Linked DNA regions of Rattus norvegicus: region 2 is linked to region 1. A link is a contact called in public Hi-C data. All regions are on one chromosome and are shown on one strand. Each heading gives the region's core, a stretch centred on a gene start, on an enhancer-like site or on the middle of the called end of the contact. The rest is flanking DNA. Distances are from core to core; before and after follow the strand shown.

Region 1 (4,793 bases), core at 27-2,526:
CAGCTTAATAGTTGCTCAAGTGAACCTTTCAGTCCTGGCCCCAGAAGCACTATTGCCCAACGGAAGGACAAATACCCAAACCCGGGATGGTGGAGGAGGAAAGAGGGACTGAAAAAATGAGAAGAGAGGTAGGTGGGGAGCAAACCACCCAATCATGTAATGCCATTCTTTTCAAATCAAACACCTTCAGAAATCCACATTCCCACCCCTTTACCCTCAACTCAGGGTGCCCTTCAGTGGATGTGATTTGAAAAGAAACAACACAAAGGTAAACCCAGCTCCACCCTTCAGTTTTAGAAAACAGTGAAACCAGCTCTAAGCACGCTACCCCTAAGAGCAAGGTCCGCACGGGGTCGACCGGCTTCCAACAGACAGCAACTTCACCCACTACCGCGGTTGGTCAAATGGTCGCATAACCGCGGGGAAGGGCTCGCCGGACGCCAAAAGTCAAGCCGGCCAGAGACAGTTCAGGCTAACTCACGGGGTCCAAAAGAAGCTTCTACCCACGGCCTCGGCGTGCGGCGTTTCGGAGGAACAAAAGCGCACTCCCGGGCTCCCTCCCGCACAGCCAGCGGAGGGACAGCGGCACCCGCCCCACGGCGCGGGCGGGAGGCCCGGGCAGCTTCCACCGCGCTGAGTCGCCAGCAGCAGCCCGGGCTCGAGGGGTTGCGGGAGCAGAGTCGATCCCTCCGGCGACGGCGCGGCGCCAGCTCTGGCCGGAGCCTTAGGGCCGGTTTCACCGTCCCCTCCCCCCGGACGCCGGGGAACGTGGGGGCAGGGAGGCCCCCGAGTCCCCGGGCTCCGCAAAACCCCCTTTTCGGTCCTGGCCATCAAGTCAACATCAGGCGAAATCAAGCGGGCGAGGGAGGGGAGGGTCGACGGGTGGGGGGAGGAACCGACCTGTCGATGAGGATCTTGTGGTCCCCCATCCAGGGGATGAGGTGCTGTCCCTGTTCTTGGGCCAAAGCCCGCTCGTCGTCGCGGAACAACTTGCAGGCATAGCCGAAAACCAGAAGCTCCACCCGGTTGCCCCCAGTGCCGGTGCCACCGGGCCCGGCCTCCTCCTTCACTCCGCCTTTCCTCTCCGCCTTGGCGCGGCCCCCGCCGGCACCGTACATGACAGCGTCCACGACGTCCGGGCCGGTCTGCTGCTGTGCCGAACAACGTCCCTGATGCCTCGCCTGGCCTACCCTCTCAGTCAAAGGCGCCGCATCCTCTTCGTAACTTCAACACAGCCGCCATAGCGAGCCACAAAATGGAGGAAACGCAACTTCCGGTAGGAAGCCCGCACTTTCCGGAAGTAGTAGTGGTAGATTCGCCACGATCACAAGCCGTTTGAATAGCTAAAAAATACGTAGACCTTAGTTTTCGTTGTACAATTTTATCTTGAGATAGTAATTTGTGTTTATGAGAAAATTTTACTTATGCTTTTTTTGGAGACCTCCTACGATGTGGCGAAAGCGCGGTTTGTGGCCGCGCGCCAACTTCCGCTGTAGCTGGAAGGCGGCTGCGAGGTGTGTAGGCAAAGTGGGATCTCGTTGAGAGCGCGTCTCAGCTTTCTTAGTGAGACCAACGGGCTTTTGCTCATTTCTGACATCCCGTTTTTTAGATCACTAGGAAGCCTAGCCCTAGTCATCTGACTGAGGAAGCTTCCAAGACTTGTGAGCCCTAAATATTCGAGGTGGCGGGCTTTCAATGGCTAGGAGCTTCAGTGGCGGAGGAAAACTCCAGCTAGGAAACAGCGAGACGGGATGTTTCCTTCTGGGAAGCAGATCCTTTTTTTCTATTTTAAAATACAGGATGTCAATTGTGACCCAAATTGGCCTGGAACTCTGGCAGTCCTAGCTCAGTTAAGATGCTAGTATTATCGACATGAACTCTGCTGGGCTGCAGTTTTTCTGGTGTCTGACCCAGATGATTGGTTCAGAGTCGGACCGGAGAGAACACCAATGGTCCTTAAGAAAAAAACTCTGTATTTCTTTCAGCTCTGAACATAGACCCAGGGCCTCACTATCACTGGTTTATATCTGCAGCCCTTTTCGTTTTAGTTTAACTTATTTATTTTGTGTGTATGTGTGTAGGCGACTCGAGTTAGATCGAATTCGACATGATGGAAGGAGAGAAGGACTTCGAGCACGTAGCCCCTCCCCCCAATAAATAACTATGTTTTTAAAAAGTGGATGGCGATTTAGGGAAACAATTGACCTCTGGCCTCCATGTGCATTTGTGTACACACTGCGCACATGCATATGAACATGTACACGGACTAGAAGGTATACTAAGTAAAACAGTTATGATGTGGAGAAGGTTACTTTGCAGAGACGTCTTAAACCTAAAGCCAAAACTCATTTAATGATTTTTAAGTAAAGTAACTCAGGGCGCACACGCATGCACACTCACACTCACACACACACACACACACACACACACACACACACACACACACACACACCAGCAGACAGTGTCTCTTTGTAGCCTTGACTGTTCTAAAATTTGCTCTGTAGACCAAGCTGGCCTCCAACTCAGAGATCATCCTGCCTCTCCCTCACAACTGCTAGGATTAAAGGCATTGCTTGACCATCACCCCGACTCCATCAGCAATTTTTAAAGTTAATCTAACATAAAAAATCTAGACATTAATATGATACATACTGAGGAATGATAAGAAAATACTTGTTTGCCATAACTACTATGTTTCTATAAGAGCAGGAAACTTTCTATGTAGTATAAAAAACACTGCAGTTCTTACCATATAGTAGTCTCAGCTGTGAGCTGTGACATTTTAGACTGTAGGGCATTATCCCAAGTGCAGTTTGCACGGTGTGCTCAGAAGCCACCAAGGCCGCACCAAAGTCACACAATAACACAGCTGAGCACTGCCAGAAACACCTGGGCCCATTATACACTTGGTTTGGAATTTCAAAATAAAATCGTTTGTACTCAGAAACGTTTACTATGGTCTCTGACACCGACATTCAAATACATGACCTCATTTGGGATATAGAGCCACAGTTTGGAAAATAGTTGGGGCTGGGAAAATGCATAAGTTGATAAGTGTTTGCCTTACACACAGAAGCGCCTGAGTTTGATATCCAGAACCCATGCAAAAAGTATTGGGTGTGATGGTGGTTGCTTAGAATCCTGGAGCTCTAGAAGCAGAGACAGGTTGAGGTGTCAGGTTTGATGGCCAGCTAACCTGATTTACTTGGTGAGTTCTGGGCAGTGAAAGGCCCTATATTACAAAAAGTAGGTGGCACTTGAGAAATGGCATCCAGTGTTCTAGGGCCCCCACACAGGCTATTTGAGTTTCATCTAAGTCTTCCCTAGGAACCAACTGCCCTTTTACACTGTAAGTCAGTGACTCCTGACCTGCTGGGTAAAGACCTCCTGAAGGCTGTCGTTTGGGACCACATACATCTGTGATGTAGCTGGTGCATACAGTATCACTTCTTGCCCCAGGCGGCTTGCTATCCGAGCCTTCCTTGGCTGACTGGCTCACAGTGAGATCTAGGCTTGTGTTGTCCTGTAGGCTTTATTTGTGAGAAGTAAATGGCTTTCTTGTAACGTGTTGCAGAAGTGTTTTTTGCCTCAGGTTGAGACAAACTACTAGCAGGCACGTACTGAATGCACCTCACATTGAGCTTATGTGACCTCTGTGGCTTGCTGTATTCAGAGGCTACTGCTGGCAAGCCCTCGTGGGTGTTCAGTTTATGTTGTGCTCCCTCAGTTTATTTGAACTGTTTTTTGTTGTTGTTGTTTTTTTGTTTTGTTTTGTTTTTTGTTTTTTTGGTTTTTTGTTTTTTTTTTGGTCGGGGGAAGTTACGAACTAATACAGAAATCTTAACAACTGCACTGTTTTTTTTTTTCTTTCTTTTTCTTTTTTCTTTTTTTCAGAGCTGGGGACCAAACCCAGGGGCTTGCGCTCGCTAGGCAAGCGCTCTACCGCTGAGCTAAATCCCCAACCCCAACTGCACTGTTTTTATCTTATGAGACCCTGGCTGGGTTTATCAGACCTCTGGTATATAAAATTACCAAGAAGACCTGGAATTATAGATTGGTCTTGATTCAAGGAGGTTAGAATGTTTCCGTGTGGAACTCTGTCTAGTGGTACTCATAGGTGATGTGTGCATGAGAACTACAGGGTCAGTGGGCAAACTCCAGCTTTGCCTTTTTTTTTTTTTTTTTTTTTGAGACAGAATCTCATGTAGCCCAGGCTGGCCTCAAACTTGTTGTGTATCCAAGGATTAACTTGAGCTTCTGACCTTTCTGCATCTACTTTCTGAGTGCCGATGATTACAGGGGTGCACCTGATTTATATGGTTCTGGGGATGGATTCCAGAACCTCATACATACTAGGCAAGCAGTTTACACACTGAACTGTATCCCTAGCCCTACACTTGGGTTTAATGCCAACTTTAGAGGCACCTGGGTCAAACCACACCCACGGAACTTTCTGAGGCTGCTACTCTCAGGAATGTGAGACCTATCTCAAAGGAAGTTTGGTATATACATACATAGGTGACCTTCTGACACCAAAGGGTCATCGGTCAGTAACCAGTACTGACACAGTGAAGGAATGGTGATTTCACCTGGTGATTTGAACGGCTCAAAGATCCTGAAAACAACTTCTGCCTTTGCCATCTTCACCCACATAACCAGAGACTTAAGCTACGTGGGTGGGGCAGGTGGGAGTGTCCTCCTGCTTAGCATGTTCTCCACCTTGGACTTAGAAAGAAGGTGTACACAGACGTGACTTCCTAGGAAGAGGCTAAGAAGCTTGCTCAAGGCCTCAG
Region 2 (4,972 bases), core at 2,253-4,752, 460 kb after region 1:
ACCACAGAGCATCAGGAGATGGAGGTTCGGGGAGACGGCACAAGGGACATGGAAAAGAATGATGGTGGTCTTATGCCCAGAGACTTCACAGCCTTTCGAGAGATGTGGAATGATGGACGGAGCAGAGGAAATGACAGAAGTGTGTGAGTCACAGCCTAGGACCCCAGAAGGGACCTGTGCTCAGCCCAGCTCTGTAAGTCAGTCAACTGTGAGAGGGAGAACTAAGCAATGGCAGAAGGGACTCTGGGCCATTCTGTGGGGACACTAGGCATCCCTATGGGGACTCCACGAGTGTACTCCTTTTCCTCTCTCTCCTCCCCTCCTTCCACACCTCTCTCCTCTTCCCTTTCACCTCTCCCTCTCCCTCTCCTTGACTCTCTGACTCTCTGTCTCTCTCCTTGACTCCCTGTCTCTGTTTCTCTCTGTCTCTGTCTCTGTCTCTCTCTCTGTCTCTCTCTCCTGTCTCTCTGTCTCTCTCTCCTGTCTCTCTGTCTCTCTCTGTCACTCTCTCTCTGTGTGTCTCTGTCTCTGTCTCTCTGTCTCTGTCTCTGTCTCTGTCTCTGTCTCTGTCTCTGTCTCTCTCTCTCTCTCTCTCTCTCTGACTCTCTTTGACTTTGCCTTTCTCCTTCCCTCCCTTCCTTTCTGTCTTCCGGTCTCTCTCCTTCAGCCTTCTGCCCAGGAGAAAGCAAGGACTCCAGTTCCACAAGATTTCTGAGTTTTGAGGGGAGGCTAAGAGATTCTAATCTTGCTGTGTGAAAACCTGTTTTTACCACACTGCAAATTCAGATGTTCAGAAAATGTGTAAGCAGGGGTTGGGGGTGGGGGGGAGAAGGCCCCAGAGTCCAGTGTTTAAGTCCTATACATATGCTGGTATCAGGAGGGTTACAAAGAGGGTTTAGAAACACAATAGCAAATGGGGTTTGGTTTAAAATTTCCTCAGTCCATGGGATGGGATCTCAAAACATCAGGGACTGGCTGGCTTTTGAACTATGAAGAGTCACAGTTCACAGTCCTGGGGCTGGAAGAACAAGAGGAAGGAGAGTTATCTCTCCCGGGCTCATGCTTCTCTATTGAAGGGATAGCATTGGAAGGCTGGGGAAACTTTGGGACTCCAGGTCTAGCTGGCAGATATGGAGTACTGGGTCCCCTGGAGGGTTAGAACTCAGCCGTGCTTCCCGATCCAGCAAGATCTGAGCAAGCTTGGTCACAAGGTCCAGCTGCTGTCCACCATGCTTTCTCCACCGGAACAGACTGAACCCAGAAAACCGTGAGCCAACCTCCCTCGAGTTGTTTCTGTCAGGTCTTTGGCCATGGCATCGAGGAAAGTCACTAACACAGTAGTTCATGGATGGTGAGCTCTCCATGGGTCCTCCTGTGGGGGTGGGAAGTGGAGGGGACAGGCAGCTCCTTTTAAACCCTCAGTAATCCCAATCACGAAGGCTCTACCCGCATGACCTTCTCACCTTCTAATATCATTGTATAAATTAAGGGGTAGGACATTCAGACCCCAGCAAAGATCCCCACGAATGCTGATTCACACAGCAAACAGCAGGGCAGTCCCACTCCTTCCTCTCCTTGGTAGGTCATTCTTGCCTATGGTGAGTGCCGCCGGGCATCCCTGCGACCAAACACCCTGCAGGAATCTGGGGAGGACGGTGTCACCTGCATCCCACAGCCTTGCTAAGAGACACAAAATGGTGTTCTGTAACACACACACCCCTCCAAAGCACTTGTTTTCAACAAGAAAAACAAAAGTTAGTCAAAGAGACTTGCTCCGTTTAGCATTCGTGATAATTCTGCATTCCTGGGTGGTGTTAAATGTTGCTTAGATTTATAATAGGAAGCAATTACCAGACAAATTCACCATCTTCTGCTAATACAACTCCCTTCAAAATGTGATGTTTCTGAAGAAACAGATAAAAGCCAGGCTGAAGCGATCACATTGGGGAGAGGCAATTCCTTTTATATCTCTGTAAAAGTGATTACAGACAAATTTCTTTTGCCAAAAAAAAGCCAACGCCTAGTGCATATGTACTTCATTTTCTTGGCACCCCTCAGCCCCTTAATTTTTTCACAATTAGGGAAAATATTTGATGATAATAACATCTCTCACTTGAGTCAGATAAATTCTCTTCCGTCCATCCTCCCTCCGGTTCCTCCCACCCATCCGACTTCCCACCAACAACACCCCCCCCCCCGCCCAACCCATCGCATTCTGCACAGCAGAAATGTAGCTCGCTTCTCCTGCTCCTGGGTCACCTCCACCAAATGGCATCATTTCCCTCCGCCCACCCCTTGCCCACCCACAGCAGTGCGTTTCCATTCCAGGCCAGAACCCATCGGTCCCTATCCTGGGCGGTAAACGGAATGTGGAATGTGCATGAGTGCTTTGGAACAGACAAGATTGATGGGCTGGGCTGTGGCTCCGGAGTAAAGCTTTGCTAGGGTGTGTGAGGAGGACCTGCTTTCCAACCTGGCCCTGCAAGGAAAGGAAGGGGAGAGAGGAGGAGGGAGGGCCGAACAGCTTTCTGAAGTCTATCGACAGAGCTTGGTCACTGGAGAAGTGGAAAGAGCCGAACTTACTAATCAGGGCGTTGTTGCAATTCTGTGAGATGCTTTTTTTTAAAGGGTTTGACACGGGACAGCTGCTCATCCTCCTTCCCTCCACACTTCCAAGTCCCACCCATCTGCGTCAGCCCTCAGAGCAGATACTGAAGCCTTTTTACTCACAACAGGCCACTATCATCACCATCACCATCATCACCACCACCACCACCATCATCGTCATCATCATCATCATACCGCCCTCCCCCCCCCCATAAGTCTCTATTCACCAGTTTCTCCCACTTCTCACTCCTCCCAGCACCCCTCACGCTAACACAGTGTTTCTGGGAATTCGAGTAAACGTGATGTGGTTCATCCACCCCACCCGATGCCATGGGAGCCAGGGATTTTACAGCCCCTGTGGCCATTTTGTCCCTTTCCCCTGTGCCTGAAGGCAGAGGGCTCGGGTTTAGTGAGGAAGTGGTTCTGAGTCCCAAAATAACCACATATAGAAGACAGTCCCCTCTCTGGGAACACCTGGCCCTTAGTTGGAAAGGACATAAAGTTGTACATGGCTCCCCTCACCCTTGGCTTCTTGAGGCTTTGTCACTATGTTAGCCCCCGCGGAGAGACAATAGATCATTCTGAGCCAAATGGAGCAGAGCTTCACTTTCTCACCCTGAGTGTCAAGCATGACCCCTTGACATGGCCTCTTTAGCAGCCGCAGACAGTCCGTCTTCACACAGAGCAGGATCTCCGTGATCTAGCCTATCCCTGCTCCTCGGTTGGCTCCGGTGCCCAAGCCCGACCCTCCAGCCTTCACGATTCTGCAGACCCCAACCTCCTTTTGGATACTCCCCTGTGGCCTGAGCGAGGCAGGCTCCCTCTTACACTCGCAGTCTAGAACCCTGAGTAATACAGCTGATATCAGGGCAAAAAAATGTTTCCACATGCTTGGGTGTTCTCAGCCAAGACGGCCACCCCCACCTCCCCAGCTAGATCCGAGGCAATAGCCAGGCAGCCACACCCTTGGCCTCAGCTCCGCGGACACGTCTCATGAACTTACAATGCTCAAACCATCGGTCCCGGTCATCGTCTGGATCCTGAGAGCTGAGGGCAAACTCCGGGACAGCCCCGGGTCCGCAAGCTATGTGATAAAATGTGACTCTTCCCAGAATCTGGGTGGGTGACTTTCAGCAAAGACTAAAGGGGTGTGGCTTTGCTACCCCTCCTCAGCCCTGCTGTGATGCTATTCAGTGTTTGGGATACATTCGCCTCCTGAGGCTGTTATATGTCTGTGGATCCCAAGGACTCTAGCTGTGCATAGTACAGGGACACACGGACACACACACACACACACACACACACACACACACACACGGGGGGGGGGGAGAGAGAGAGAGAGAGAGAGAGAGAGAGAGAGAGAGAGAGAGAGAGAGAGAGAGAGATCTGTGCTTATCTATCATATGCAGGGATTCAAGGGTCCCCAAGCGGCCACGGCGCTCCTCGCGTGTGATACAGAACAAGTTCCTCCCTTCTGTGTCTTATCACATAGCCTGATACATTGCGCCAAACCAGAAGAAAGGAGAAAATGGGGCTAAGGTGGTTCAGTCGGTAAAGTGCTTGCTGCGCATGCGTGAGATCTGGAGTTTGACTCCTCGGCACCCGTATACAAGGATGAACATGACATCCCAGCACTGGGGACGTAGAGACAGGGGAAATCCCTGGAGCTTACTGACCAGCAGGGCCAACCAACCAGCACACCCTGGGTTCAGCAAGAGAACCTACCTCAAAAACTAGAGCGGACAGGCGGAAGACATGGCTCGGTAGTGAAGAAAACATACTGTTCCTCCAGAAGTCCTTAGTTTGCGCCCTGGCACCCACCGTAGGAGGCACACAGCTGCCTGAAACACCAGCTCTGAGCACTCAGGTAAGCACACAGACCCACATACGTACGCGTAATTAAAGATAATAAAATAAGGGCTGGAGAGATAGCTCCACGGTTAAGAGCACTGGCTGCTCTCCCAGAGGACCCTGGGGTCCATTCCCAGCAACCCATGGCAGCTCAAAACTGTAACTCCCCCTCCAAGTGATCTGATGACCTCAGGCAGGCAGAACACCAATACGCAATTTTTTTTAAGTTTTCAAAATAAATAAGATAAAATAAAAGATTAAAATCCTTTAAAGGTCATAGTAATGATGATGATAATAATAATAATAATAATAATAATAATAATAATGTGGAGAGCAATAAAGACACCTCATACTGATGCATGGCCTACACACACACACACACACACACACACACTAAGGCAATAAGAGAGTGTGTAATCAATCATGTGAAGGAAGTATTTCCACAGGTCAGCACACAAGTCCCCAACACCTCTTCTAGTCACCTCCCAGTCACCACATCTTACCACCGGGCCAC

The links. Hi-C and Micro-C count contacts between places; a contact is called where the count stands out from the background.
Region 2: a Hi-C map of the A7r5 cell line shows a contact between it and region 1, with 2.5 times the contacts expected there. The contact joins the enhancer-like site here to the promoter of Sfswap in region 1. A contact is called at or near these places in 3 of 12 Hi-C or Micro-C datasets (the A7r5 cell line, Schwann cells and frontal cortex) and 1 of 1 datasets of contacts at active chromatin or transcription factors (oligodendrocytes).

The regions. Positions count from the first base shown.
Region 1 is chr12:32,814,756-32,819,548 of GRCr8, forward strand. Sfswap (splicing factor SWAP) reads right to left here and starts at 1,277. Exons shown (of 19, transcript NM_001400984.1): 1 at 901-1,277. The coding sequence starts at 1,118. It overlaps LOC134481178 (a long non-coding RNA gene), which reads left to right and starts at 1,143. Exons shown (of 2, transcript XR_010056506.1): 1 at 1,143-1,276.
Region 2 is chr12:33,268,674-33,273,645 of GRCr8, forward strand. LOC120095937 (a long non-coding RNA gene) reads right to left here. Exons shown (of 3, transcript XR_005491912.2): 3 at 4,412-4,972. Among named protein-coding and RNA genes, the nearest start is that of Adgrd1, 31 kb to the left of the region's middle. Within about 2 kb of position 3,503, at least 18 of the 93 cell types and tissues checked have an H3K27ac peak or open chromatin away from gene starts, as enhancers often do. A contact at or near this core is called in the A7r5 cell line, where this site is marked.